Regions from separate parts of the Pan troglodytes genome. Here all the other regions are linked to region 1. A link is a contact called in public Hi-C and HiChIP or PLAC-seq data. All regions are on one chromosome and are shown on one strand. Each heading gives the region's core, a stretch centred on a gene start, on an enhancer-like site or on the middle of the called end of the contact. The rest is flanking DNA. Distances are from core to core; before and after follow the strand shown. Region 1 holds the start of MEIS1 (Meis homeobox 1). Region 2 holds the start of SPRED2 (sprouty related EVH1 domain containing 2). Region 3 holds the start of ETAA1 (ETAA1 activator of ATR kinase). Region 4 overlaps LOC100612620 (a long non-coding RNA gene).

Region 1 (3,229 bases), core at 273-2,772:
TTTCTGCGAGGTTTCAGCTGGAGGGAGGGGGAAAAATCCTCTCGGAGCCGAGCGAGCTGCGAGCCCTGCTTGTGGATGTGAGGTTTCCAGCCGCTGGTAGAGCTGCTGCGGCTGAGCCATCTCGGCAGATCAGAGCCCAGCGGACAGAAATATAAATACGAAAATAATGCCACTAAATATAATCACAAGGGAGAAGCTTAGAGCGGGAGAATAAAGAGAAGGGGTGAGGGGGAATTAAAGCCCAGGCAATAGGTGTTAAAGTTAAAAACAAAACAAAACAAAAAACAGTGGTTGGTTGGAGCCTCCGAGTTGTAGGTACAGGCAGCTTTTGTCTGAAATCTCAGCTTCCGAAGCGGATTTCTTTTTCTCTGGCACTGGGAGGTTTCGCCGAGCCAGGTTGGGGACGGGAAAGAGGAGCGCGGGGAAGGATGTCTGGGGTGGTGAGGGCAGGGCTTCGCTGGAGAAAGAGCTAGTGGGGCGCGAGGTTCTTACAGGCCCGGGAGAGGTCGAGGCTGGAGCCCCTCGGCGCCTCTAAGACAAAGGCAGCGGTGGCTGCAGCCCGAGCCTAGCACTCCGGCAGCGTCGCGCCGCGCCGCGCCCTGGGCGCACGGCCGCCTCACCCCGAGCGGGTCGGAGAAAGAGCCTCCCTCCCAGCGGCTCCCTGGCCCCGGCTCCGCCCGCGAGGTCTGGGCTGCTGCGAGCCCGCGCCGGGTTTCGCTTTCCGGCGATCATAAATAGCTTGGTGTTTGTAAACAGGCGCTGGGGGCACATTCCCCGCGCTCAGCTCATTGTTCCCTCCCTTCCTCTCTACTTCGCGCAGGACGCCTGGGCTGGGGCTGGGAGCCGCCGGGGCTAGGAGGTGGGGGAGTCCAGACCCGAAGTGACAAAATGCTAGCATTTTCTTTCCCCCGGCCGGGCGTCCACCTCTAACAGCAAAGAAACCTCTAAGCTGGGTCTGCAGAAAGCCCGAGCCACCTCAACCCCATGTTCTCAGGACTCCTTAGCAGAGGCTTTCCCAACCCGGCTTCTCCCTCCTCCTTTTCCTCCACGATCCCGCTTTGACTTTTCTCCTTGCAGTGTTTAGTTCTGAGAATTCAGTACTTTGCGCATCACCCCCTGCCCCGAAAAACACTGGCAGACCCCAATAATTTCGAGGAAAGTCATGAAGTCTATGCGCGGAGCCCTGTGCAAAATAAATTCCGCTGCTGCCTGCCCGGCGTTGATTCCCAATTTATTTCAAGAGAGTCGGCTTTGGGGAGAGAGTCTGCAGGGGGAGGGAGAGAAAAGAATACTGAAAATAAAGCCGGCGGCCGCGGGCTACTGCCTGCGTTTGTGTGCGTGTGCCCTGGGTGTGTGGTGTTTGTGCCTGGGCGTGCGATTTAATGGAGCGCCTCTCTGCCTCTCCAGTGCGGCCAGAGCTCGCTTCGCGCACCCACCCCTGCCGAGGAGCCTACTTGCTGCAGCCCAATGCATTGTGTAAGACGCGACCTGTTATGGCCACCACTACTTCCGGGTTCTAGCATTCTGGTCGGAATCCACCTCTCCGCCTGTGCAACACACACTTTACACACGCACGGGGACTGCAAACGGGCAGCATCGATCGTGGCTCCTTTAAGACAAACTCAGACAGACATTTTTTTTAACCCTCCTTCTCTAATCTCCCTCCAGTGCAGCACTTGCAAAGAGGGAGAGAGAGAGGGAGAGAAAGAAAGAGAGAGAGAGAAGAGAGAAACTGATTAGGAATTAGGACTGATTCAAGGGAAGCGAGCGCTAGGGCTTTGTGCATTTGAATATTAACATTTGAGGTGTTCTGACCAGAAGAAGACAGAGCGGATGATCATTCATTCACCACGTTGACAACCTCGCCTGTGATTGACAGCTGGAGTGGCAGAAAGCCATGAGATTTGGTAGTTGGGTCTGAGGGGCGCTCTTTTTTTTCCTTTTCTTTCTTTCTTTCTTTTTTTTTTTTTTAAACTGATTTTTGGGGGAGAGAAGATCTGCTTTTTTTTGCCCCCGCTGCTGTCTTGGAAACGGAGCGCTTTTATGCTCAGTGACTCGGGCGCTTTGCTTCAGGTCCCGTAGACCGAAGATCTGGGACCAGTAGCTCACGTTGCTGGAGACGTTAAGGGATTTTTCGTCGTGCTTTTTTTTTTTTTTTTTTCCCGGGGAGTTTGAATATTTGTTTCTTTTCACACTGGCCTTAAAGAGGATATATTAGAAGTTGAAGTAGGAAGGGAGCCAGAGAGGCCGATGGCGCAAAGGGTACGTATTAAAAAACAATTGTGGAACTCAAATGTGAGATTAAATTGAAACGTGGCCGAAAGACACTGCTAAAAAGTTTCCTTTTTTTCTCTCTCTCTTTTAAAAAATGAGGCTCCTAAAGCCGTGGCCTAAGCGAGAGGATTTATTCAATGCATTTGTAGACTTATGTATGTTACTTGGAGTTGTTAATTAAAGGAATCTATTTATCTATAGATTCCTAACCAGCAGCTATATAAATAAAAATGCAAGCTCAAACAATCATCTGGGTTTTTTTTTTTTTAAAGCTAGATACCTAAAGCTGTAATTTGAACATTCAGAGATCAGAAGTTTAAAGTTATGTTTAAACTAAAATATACAGCTGGAAACTTCTGATATGTTATTGATTATGCTCATCTTTAATATCACTAGAAGTATTCAGCTTTTTAAAGGAAATAACTTTGTCATAGTATAGCCAATTTTTTGGTCAAAAAACATTCATCTTTTTATAGTAATTTCAATTTGTATAGACTTGTATACAAGGCAATATTTTGCAAGTTTCTCTTAGATAAGCCCTCTACTAATTGAATACTAAGCACACAGTTACTCACTTTAAAAATGCAATACTAATTTCCCCATATTCCTTTTTCAATGGAAATGCAGTGAGAGTAAAGTGAGACAATGACAACCCAACTGAGGTAGTTTCTTAAAAGAAAGGGGGTCTACAAAAAGCCTTCCTTGCATAATTTGTGTCCTGGCCCTCAAAGCCCTGTTTGCAAAAGAAAGTTACTAGGCTGACACATTTTTCTTTACTCCTTTGGTTCAGGCAAATGTCAGCGTTCTTCCAAACTCTTTTCACACCTCTGGCTTTAAGGAGATGAAAGTGGCAATTCCTCCTTTCTTTGAAAATCATTTCACTCTCAGCGCCTCCAAATCTTGGGAAAATAACTGCCTGGAATGAACCAATTAGAAAAACCTAAATAGCTAAATT
Region 2 (3,229 bases), core at 263-2,762, 990 kb before region 1:
CTCAGCCTCCCGAGTAGCTGGGACTACAGGCGCGCGCCACCACGCCCAGCTAATTTTTGTATTTTTAGTAGGGAGGGGGTTTCACCATGTTGGCCAGGATGGTCTCGATTTCTTGACCTCGTGATCCGCCTGCCTCGGCATCCCAAAGTGCTGGGATTATAGGCATGGGCCACCGCGCCCGGCCAAGGAACGGATGTTTTTAAGAATCATTACTCATGCAAAGAAAAAGGTCAACCCAGCACAGCCCAGAAACGTTTGCATTTCCGTAGAAATTATGGAATTTCTCGCGTTAAGAAGCAGCCCCGGCCGGGCGCGGTGGCACACGCCTGTAATCCCAGCACTTTGGAAGGCCGAGGCGGGCAGATCACCTGAGGTCGGGAGTTCGAGACCAGCCTGACCAACATGGTGAAACATCGTCTGTACTAAAAATACAGAATTAGCCGGGCGTGGTGGCGCGTGCCTGTAATCTCAGCTACTCGGGAGCTGAGGCAGGTGAATCGCTTGAACCCAGGAGGTGAAGGTGGCGGTGAGCCAAGATTGTGCCACTGCACCCCAGCCTGGGCAACAAGAGCAAAACTCCATCTCAAAAAAAAAAAAAAAAAAAAAAAAAAAAAGAAGAAGAAGAAAGAAAGAAAGAAAAAGAAACAAGAGACATAGTCCCTATCCCTTGCTGCTCTCCAAACACAGTAGACTTTTCCATCCTCTTGAATGTCCATGGGACAATCCAGATACGATGTTAACTAAATAGCAACCACTGAACAGGTTAAGAGATTAAATATTTGCCTCAGGCTGGGCGCAGTGGCTCATGCCTGTAATCCCAGCACTTTGGGAGGCTGAGGTGGGCAGATCACCTGAGGTCAGGCGTTTGAGACCAGCCTGGCCAACATGGCAAAACCCTGTCTCTACTAAAAATATAAAAATTAGTTGGGTGTGGTAGTGGGCGCCCATAATCCCAGCTACTCAGAAGGCCGAGGCAGGAGAATTGTTTGAACCCAGGAGGAGGAGGCTGCAGTGTGCCGAGATTGCACCATTGCACTCCAGCCTGGGCAACAAGAGCAAAACTTTGTCTCTAAATAAATAAATAAATGCCTCAAATTTAGTATTCCTAAAATTTACATGCATATAAGAGCCACAAATGCTCCAAAAAGTTTCACCTTGAGTCAGGGATAAACTGGTGGTTTACTCCAGGCTTTGTGCTTATCACAGCCATGATCTCTGTAGACATGGAGTGGGGTTCACGCTGGTGATGTGTGGTGGTGGGGAGGGCATGAACCAGGGGATGGAACAGCTTGGTTCTGGTTTTCTCCTAGCAGTCCTGAGACCCCGAGTGAGTTTCTTTATAAAACAGGAATAACAAGGCCAAGCTTGTCTTTATCAGTTTTTGAGGCCATTGAGAGTTCCTGAGAAAGTACTAAGCAAAGGCAAGATCTCATTGTCTTCCAAATCCCCAGATGGCTAAGGAATCTACCCAAGTCTCACCTTTGGCCATGGTTGCTCTTCTACCTTGGAGTGCTGAAAGAGATCCCACCCTGTTATTCCTGAACTTCCCAGAACACAGGCACTTACCCATGTCAAAATTATCCACCCTGTGGGCATCTCTTGGGCTCCACCCTCCAGTTTCAAGGTACACAAATGGCAAGGTGGCAGGTGAGGTGATTAATTTCTGCAGGTAGGCCAGCTCTATGAGCAGGTTAAATTGGTGTCATCACCACTCACTCAGCCAGCTCTCTGCTTAATAGCAGTGAACGACTGGCCCAGCCTATGGACCAGGTTGCCAGGGGAACAATGATAAATATTCTGAGGTCCAGAAGTCCCCAAGTCCCCACTGGGATCACCTGGTACCATACTCCAGCTGGGCTATCTCAGGCAGGCCCTTAGGTCCACTGAGCCTTGGGTTCAGTGTCTGTTGGGTCGGAATAGTACCCACAACATAGGGTTGCTGGGAATCTTAAATGGGCTATACAGATTCCTGATAGCCCTTTCCTCTCTCTGGCCAGCTGGTTTACCAAATGCCCCCCTCCACTCTGTCCTTCATGTTCCTTTAAATGAAGCCTGCCAGTTCTCTTCTGTCTTGTTCAACACCCAAAAGGGGCCTTTTGATGGAAACATTACTAGCAGGTCACTTCTTGGTCCTCCCCATCAATTACTGTGGTTGAGGCAAGTCTGACTCCTGCAGCTCCATAGAATAAATGAGGACATTGGGCGAATAACTCAGATATGTCTGTTGATCTGAACATCAAGGTGTTATCAAAGTCCATTGGATTGTTGCTGGAATAGGGGATATCACAGATTTAGGGCTTTAATTGATGTCACTGCTGAAAGAGCTAAGGACCCACATCCCTGTCTCTCCCCACAACCGGCAGAACAGGGGGCTGCGGGAATCTCTGAACACGATCAAATCAATAGTGCTCAGTCAGAGTAGGATCGTAAAGCTTCAAAAGTAATATCGATCTGCTCACAACTTCACGCAAACCCAGCGGGGCCCCCAGCAGGTCCCCCACCTACAGGCTTCTCAGTTCCGAGTCCTGGGCGAGGGAGCACCCCCACCCCGGCCCTTCCCGCGGGCTGCCCGGAAAGCCCGGAGCGCGGAGCCGGAGCGACCCTCCGCGGCCGGGGACGGGCATGCTCAGTAGCCCCGCAGGTCCTGTTTCACTGGGAAGCCGTCCGCGGCCCCCACCCCTCCCGCCTGGCTCGGGCGCCAGGAGAAGCGGACATTTTAGCCTCCTCTGCAATCCGCTCTCTCGTTCGTGTCCTTCTCCCCCCTCTCGTCCGGTAGGGCCGGCAGTGTAGATTTCCCCAGGGGCGGGGGTGGGATCTGAGCAATCACTCGCCCTCCCCCTTCCCAGGGGCGGGGAGGGGGTGATTTAGGGAGGACTCCACGGGGCCCAAAGGTTCGCACCGCCCCGCCGCGGCCCAGCCTGCAGAAGCCCCCCGCTGCCGCGGCGCCCCCGCTCCCCGCCCCGCGAGGCGCGCGCAGCTGCGCCCGGGCCTGTCCTCGCTTCACCCCCACTCTGCCCCTTCGGTATTTCTCAATGACCGGCGCTCCGAGGACACTTCCGACGCGGAGGGAGGGGGTGTCATTAGCGCTCGGTTATCAGTTCCTTCCGGTCTCCCCGAGCTCAACCCTGCGCGCGGCCGGGCCGCGCCTCGGGCGATCTGGTGCCTTTATTATGATGTTTAAGTAAGCAGTCGTGTGTGCCAAGTGAGTTTGTAGCCCAGCTGTCTCCCC
Region 3 (3,229 bases), core at 311-2,810, 960 kb after region 1:
ATCTTTTACAATTAAATTTATAATGAATATATATGCACTTGATTTGGGGATAAAGTTTGAGGTAAAGGTCATGTTTCTTTCTTTTTCTACATGAATATCAAATAGACCAAGCACTATTTAATTTCAAAAGTCCTTTTACCATTGCTCAGAAGGGTCACCTTTGTCTTAAATCGTGTTCATTTATATGGAAGTCTGTTTCTGTGCTATCCTGTTTCTTTCATCTTTGTCTATCCTGACACCATCATAACACTGTCTTAATTACTATAACTTTACATAAGTCTTGATACCTGGTAGATATCAACCCTCATTATTCTTCGAGAGATCTTCAAGAGTTTATTGATAATTTTGGTCCCTTGCATTTTCATATAAATTTTAGAAAAGACTTACCATGTTACACACACACAGTCACACACTGGGCCTTCATATGTATTTATGTTGAATCTATAGGTCAGTTTGGAAATAGCTGACATTGTAACAATATTGAGTCTCACAACCCATGAACATAGGGTAACCATTTATTTAGGTCTTCGTTTTCTTTCAAAAAAAAATTTTTTTTTTTTTTTTTGAGACAGGGTCTTGCTCTGTTGCCCAGGCTGGAGTGCAGTGGCGCAATCTCGGCTCACTGCAAGCTCCACCTCCCGGGTTCAAGCAATTCTCTGCCTCAGCTCCCGAGTAGCTGGGATTACAGGCACCCGCCACCACGCCTGGCTAATTTTTGTATGTATGTATGTATGTATTTACTTATTTTACACGAAGTCCCCCTCTGTCGCCCAGGCTGGAGTGCAGATGCGCGATCTCGGCTCACTGCAAGTGCAGTGGCGCAATCTCGGCTCATTGCAACCTCCGCCTCCCAGGTTCAAGCAATTCTCCTGCCTTGGCCTCCCCAGTAGCCGGGACTACAGGCACGCACCACCATACCCGGCTAATTTTTTGTATTTTTAGTAGAGACGGGGTTTCGCCATGCTGGCCAGGCTGGTCTTGAACTCCTGACCTCGTGATCCGCCTGCCTCGGCCTCCCAAAGTGCTGGGATTACAGGCTTGAGCCATGGCGCCCGGCCTCAAAAATGTTTTATAGTTCTCTTTGTAGGAAGGACAATCTTTAACTTATTCCTAGTTACTTGCTATCTCATGCACTATTATAAATAGTACCTCTTTAAAACTTCAATTTTATATTTGTTGCTAATCTATTGAAACACATTGGTCTTTGAATATTGACTTTGTATCCAGCAACTCTAAATTAATTTAGTAATTTTTTCTACTTTCTTTTGGATTTTTCTATGCACATATCATCTATGAAAAATTAGCTGTATTTCCTCTTCTTGAGAAATTCGAAGACTCTCAATAATCTGAATTTGACTAACGTGCAATTTTCGTTGTAAATTCAATAAAAAGTTGCTAGTGTATTCAATCTCCTTTCCAACTCACAAGCTCCCACTCTCGACTACTACCCGAACAACCCCCACCAGTCTGGAGGATTTTGAGCCTAGACACTCCTCCAGAGCAGGCTCCTGTCCCGGCTGCGGAAGTGCGCGCGCCCTGGGCACCTTAACAGTTCCGCCCCTCTCCCGGACCCAGCCAATCAGCGGCCGCATCTTGCGCGCGCCCCACCGACCAAAATGGCGGCTGCCGTTGGTGCCGGGTGCGGTTTGTAGTGCTGTTGCCCTACTCATCCCTTTGCAAAATGTGAAAGAAGAAGCGGCTGGTGGAGGCGGGCCATAGGCAATGAGTCGGCGAAGGAAACATGATGACAGCCCTAGCCCGAAGAAAACGCCGCACAAAACAGCGGCGGCGGAGGAATGCGGCTCGGTGGTCGAGCCAGGGAGGAGGCGGCTGAGATCGGCCCGCGGTTCGTGGCCCTGCGGGGCTAGAGAGGGGCCTCCCGGGCCAGTGCGGCAGCGAGAGCAGCCTCCGACCGCCGCCTTGTGCAGTAAAAGTAACCCCGAGGGTGAGACGTCGGCAGCGCGGCCTGCCTTGGGTTCGGCGCCGCATCCCCACAGCCCAGCTTGCAACAGGGAAATCTGGGGTGGGGGTGGAGTCTGGAGCGTGTATTCTGTCTCTGGGATTCACCCCTCGAGAGTCCAAAAATAATCCTATACCACTCCCCGATGGGCTTTTGTCCCCGAACTTAAGCACTACCCCGTTAGGTTTGACCATCCATTTGCCTCCGCCACAGGAATAGGTAATGTGGTTTACCTGTTTGCGGGAGGGCGGCTGCTTTCCAGGCTGCTCCTCCAGTCAGCAGCAGTGGTGGAGTGAGAAGAAACAGCTGATAGGCCCGCTAACCTCAGTTTTTGCCCGGAGAAGTTAGTTCTCTTTAAACCCTTTTTTTCCCCGTGACCTGCTTTAGAGAAGAGTTCATAGGAAAAGTTAAAAGTTTGTCTCAAAGCCTGGTAGATGTCTCACCTCATTGTGAATAAACCGGAAGTTCCTGTGTGTAACATCCCTCCAAATAAGATACTAAGGATCTCTTTCGTCTCGATTAGTTTTAGGTGTTACTTTTTAAAAGACTTCTAGTAAATCTTAGTTGGAACTGAAACTCATACAAAAGCCTTTATTCTGGAGCATGTTCTTGAAATAGTGCTTTTTTTTTTTTTTTTTTTTTTTTTTTTTACCTTACGTGTCTTTTTTCTTTTGGGAAAGAATCTCGCTCTGTCACCCAGGCTGGAGTGCAGTAGCACAATCTCGGCTCACTGCAACCTCCGCCTCCCGGGTTCAAGCGATTCTCCTGCCTCAGCCTCCCAAGTAGCTGGGACTACAGGCGTGTGCCACCTCGCCTGGCTAATTTTTTGTATTTTTGGTAGAGACAGGGGTTTCACCGTGTTAGCCAGGATGGTCTCGATTTCCTGACCTCGTGATCCACCCGCCTCGGCCTCCCAAAGTGCTGGGATTACAGCCACCGCGCCCGGCCACCTTACATGTCTTTAATAATACTCCTATAAAGCAATTTGGGAATGAACAAAAATCTTTATAAAAATTTGAAAGTGATTCTAGACAAAAATTCCCAAGCATTGGATCACTAATGGTTTTTGAAGAATGGCAATTAATGTAGATTAGATAGAGTTGGTGAAAGGGGGCTAAACATATTTAGGTTTCTGTTGGGTTACTTTGGATTTTTGAATGTACCTATAAATTACAGATGGTTCCCCAAAGCCTCCAAGACTCAATGGTAATAAATAGAATGACTTAGGTTATACAGTATTGTATTATGCATTCATAAAGCTTCTGGATT
Region 4 (3,229 bases), core at 401-2,900, 890 kb after region 1:
AAACTTAAAATTCTATTGGCAGCCTAGTTTATCAAAAAAAGTTAGCTGCTTTATTTAACTTAGTCTATGATTTTATGAAATGCCATCAAATTCAAGTCAAGGGTATATTAGGGATCAAATAATTTTGGAAGCCAAAAGTGCATTTCCCTAGATGGTTTCTTCCAGCCGATGTTATTATTAGTCTGAGATCATGTAACAGCTTTTGTTTTCCAAATCTGTTCCTTTCAGTGAAGTCTATTTCTTTGCATAGTTTAAAAACAAAGGATAAACATTCCTTATGGGGCACTGGAAGGAGAAGCAATTCATGTGAATTTGATAAAACATAATGTACTGGACTGACAGTAAAAAGGCTTTGCTTGTTTGACTGTTGACTAGTTTTGTCTTTAAATAATGGTCTTCTTTTGGCATTGAATGTATATTTGGTCACAATAAACATAATTTATGAATATTTTAACACATGCATACTCAGTGGGGTGGATTATCATACTGATATAAATAGAATTAATGAGCAGTCAACCCGCCACATGCCATGACATATGACGGGGCAGCCAGTGCACAGAAATAATCCTCATAATTTCATAATAAAGCTTTTCTCTTAGTTCAACTTTTTAAAACTACTTACAGTTTTATTTCCCCTTTCTGTTGGAGTATGGTTCACCAACCTGTGAAACAAGATTCAGATTTTACTACAAGAATCTATTTCTTTGGCATTCAAAAAAACAATTTTCTTGCTTTCTCTAAAACAAAATAAATATATTTGAACAAACTAACTCTACTAGGCCAAATTTCAGGGAATAGGTTATAGATAGACAAGACATATGTCTACTAGAAAAAAATTGTTATATTCTTTTCTTCTTTTCTTTTTATGACAATAACATGATTATGCTCAATTGCTGCCACCAGATCTTTACAAGAACAAAAACTTTCTAAACAGTTCTACATTCTAAAACAGATCCGATGGGTATATCGCCTGGATAAAATTATTCTGGAAAAAAAAAATCTTCTTAGCCAGTTATCTGCTCTCCTTGAACACAAAGCAACAATCTGTTAAGCGTGCCTAATAAGATTTTTTTTTAAAGGAAAGAACTCAGTAGTATAGAGCCACCTCTTCAAATGGTAGGTATTGGGGAGAGACACGGGCATGCAAAATCTTCAATTTAGCCATGCTTTATTTAACAAATAATTATTTTTGTGAAGAAACAAATTGAAATTTAAGATTAACCTTCATTTTCCTTATTTTCACAGTTTGATTACAGGCAAAAGTGGGAAAAAATAAAATTAGCATGTGCACTGCATTGTTCAGATGATCTGGCAGGAGGACAGCCTTGGCAGAGATATACTATGACTTTTTACAAATGCAGATGGCAGTGTTGCAGCCTTTATTCCTCTTATCTTTCATTTTCAAAGGGAACACTCGAAGCTTTTTGCCACCACCCTCCTCTACTCCTATCCTCACATGTAAAAACACTGTATCCCCAAATCAAAGCTCTGTCCTAAAACAGGCAAGCCCCAGGATGCATCAGGGAAGGGACAGACTGTGACACCATGCTCCTGGTCATCTGTGAGAGAAGTGCACTCTGCTATGTGGGCCAGGGCCTGATGAACTTGCCCAGAGTGACTCCCTTGGGGAATCCAGCCCTTTCACCAGCAAAGAAAATGGGCACCACCTAGTGCTTTTTCAACGCAAAGGCTGTTTGTGCTCATGTGGACAAGAGTGGGCATGCGTTGGCTGACCTTTACAACGGAAAAAAAAAAAGAGTCAGGTGGCTTTAACCCCTATGCCAACTGAAAGAAGAAGCAAGTGACAATCTTAAGACAAAGGAATTCAGTGCTTCCAAATTATAGATTTCTTTGGGTTTTTTTAAAAATAATTATTGGTCTGTTCATGAGAAATAACATCTTTACTTATCAAGCCACTAATTTCCTCTGTATCACCTTTTTGCCTCCTCATGTCCTCTGAGGTTAATTTTTAAGAATTTCTAAGAATTTTCATTTGGTCCAAAGTGACAAAGCAGAACCAGCGCTGGCCCACCCCCACCCCCAAAATCTATTCTAACAAGCAGTCTCTCTGGAGTTCTCCTAACACAACAAATAGCTTTTATGAAAAATGATGTGTAGCACAAAATCTTTTGCAGTGCAATAAGATCAAGTTAACCACTCATGCCTCTAGGAAAAAGCCTAGGAAGTTTTATCTGATTGGCAAAATGGACCCAGATATGAGTTCAAGGATTGAGTACACTTTGATGAAATTTCATAGCAATGAAGTCTGATTATCTGAATGATTGCTTAAGCCTTTTAAAACATAACTCGAGGAAGCACTAGATTTTTCATTGGGAAAACAGATGGTCTTGTAGGGAATTGTAGAACCACCATCTCATGCTGTTTACTTTTTCTGTAATACTTTGCCTAGAATTACTCTCACCACTATTGCTTTTTAAAAATAATAACAATGATTTCTTCATTGCTAAAAGGTAGATCTTTCTGCAATAAAATTAGAAATCTTAGTGGAGGGCAAGGTGAAGGGCAGAAATGGGAAAAATGAGTAACCTGCTATACCTAACTGGATTAACAAGGACCTGTAACATATCCAGGAACTAACTGGCTGGCTCTGAACTCATTAGGGATCTGCTTATCTGTTATGCTGTACAACAGAATCCAGACAAAAAACAGACTGTGAAGAAACGGATTAAAAATGATTGTAACTTCTCTAAGAGTTCAGTATCTGTGCTAAGCAACCTTTGTAGAAGGACTGAAGAAAACAAAGCCCAAGATTCTGAACTTCGCTCCACTGCCTATCCCCAAGTTCTGCCGTTATAAGATGGCAATAACGCTACTTAGATATAGAACTTTGCAACTGTTTTATAAACTAACCTAAAAAGTCAAACGCACTCTCATCTCTTGGTCATTTTATTGCTGTAATTTATGATATTAAATAAGTGATTTGTTTAAAATAAATTTTAAAATTTATACCAAGGAGGAAAAATAATCTTAAAATGGGTTTGTTCTATGAGGAGCAAGAAAAAAAAAATGTGTAGTGAACTGATCTCTTTGAGATTTCACTGGCACAAAATATATCCCTTTAAGCTTAACACTAAATAGGTGATCTTGTCTTGACAGATTTAAGATGCACATGAATTGATTAGCTGAAGCCATCAGGTGTGGCTGAGCCTGTCTTTTTCCAAATATGTACCTACAGGATAATGGAAGGAGGTAGCTGTTGTCATCACCT

What was found. Hi-C and Micro-C count contacts between places; a contact is called where the count stands out from the background. HiChIP or PLAC-seq counts read pairs in DNA pulled down with a chosen protein or histone mark.
Region 2: a contact with region 1 is called in a Hi-C map of induced pluripotent stem cells, with 2.8 times the contacts expected there. The contact joins the promoter of SPRED2 here to the promoter of MEIS1 in region 1. A contact is called at or near these places in 1 of 7 Hi-C or Micro-C datasets (induced pluripotent stem cells) and 1 of 1 datasets of contacts at active chromatin or transcription factors (stem cell-derived excitatory neurons).
Region 3: a contact with region 1 is called in an H3K4me3 HiChIP or PLAC-seq map of stem cell-derived excitatory neurons, with 6 times the contacts expected there. The contact joins the promoter of ETAA1 here to the promoter of MEIS1 in region 1. A contact is called at or near these places in 1 of 7 Hi-C or Micro-C datasets (stem cell-derived neural progenitor cells) and 1 of 1 datasets of contacts at active chromatin or transcription factors (stem cell-derived excitatory neurons).
Region 4: a contact with region 1 is called in a Hi-C map of induced pluripotent stem cells, with 2.8 times the contacts expected there. The contact joins the enhancer-like site here to the promoter of MEIS1 in region 1. A contact is called at or near these places in 2 of 7 Hi-C or Micro-C datasets (induced pluripotent stem cells and stem cell-derived neural progenitor cells) and 1 of 1 datasets of contacts at active chromatin or transcription factors (stem cell-derived excitatory neurons).

Annotation. Positions count from the first base shown.
Region 1 is chr12:56,289,291-56,292,519 of NHGRI_mPanTro3-v2.0_pri, reverse strand. MEIS1 (Meis homeobox 1) reads left to right here and starts at 1,522. Exons shown (of 13, transcript XM_063789038.1): 1 at 1,522-2,262. The coding sequence starts at 2,251.
Region 2 is chr12:57,282,304-57,285,532 of NHGRI_mPanTro3-v2.0_pri, reverse strand. SPRED2 (sprouty related EVH1 domain containing 2) reads right to left here and starts at 1,512. Exons shown (of 7, transcript XM_063789766.1): 1 at 1,480-1,512. LOC104004996 (a long non-coding RNA gene) reads left to right here and starts at 2,659. Exons shown (of 7, transcript XR_010149417.1): 1 at 2,659-2,772.
Region 3 is chr12:55,325,778-55,329,006 of NHGRI_mPanTro3-v2.0_pri, reverse strand. ETAA1 (ETAA1 activator of ATR kinase) reads left to right here and starts at 1,560. Exons shown (of 6, transcript XM_001167176.7): 1 at 1,560-1,945. The coding sequence starts at 1,723. It overlaps LOC100612620 (a long non-coding RNA gene), which reads right to left and starts at 2,568. Exons shown (of 8, transcript XR_010149111.1): 1 at 2,194-2,568.
Region 4 is chr12:55,397,487-55,400,715 of NHGRI_mPanTro3-v2.0_pri, reverse strand. It overlaps LOC100612620 (a long non-coding RNA gene), which reads right to left. Exons shown (of 8, transcript XR_010149111.1): 3 at 3,228-3,229; 4 at 623-662. Among named protein-coding and RNA genes, the nearest start is that of ETAA1, 72 kb to the right of the region's middle. Within about 2 kb of position 1,650, at least 3 of the 24 cell types and tissues checked have an H3K27ac peak or open chromatin away from gene starts, as enhancers often do. A contact at or near this core is called in induced pluripotent stem cells, where this site is marked.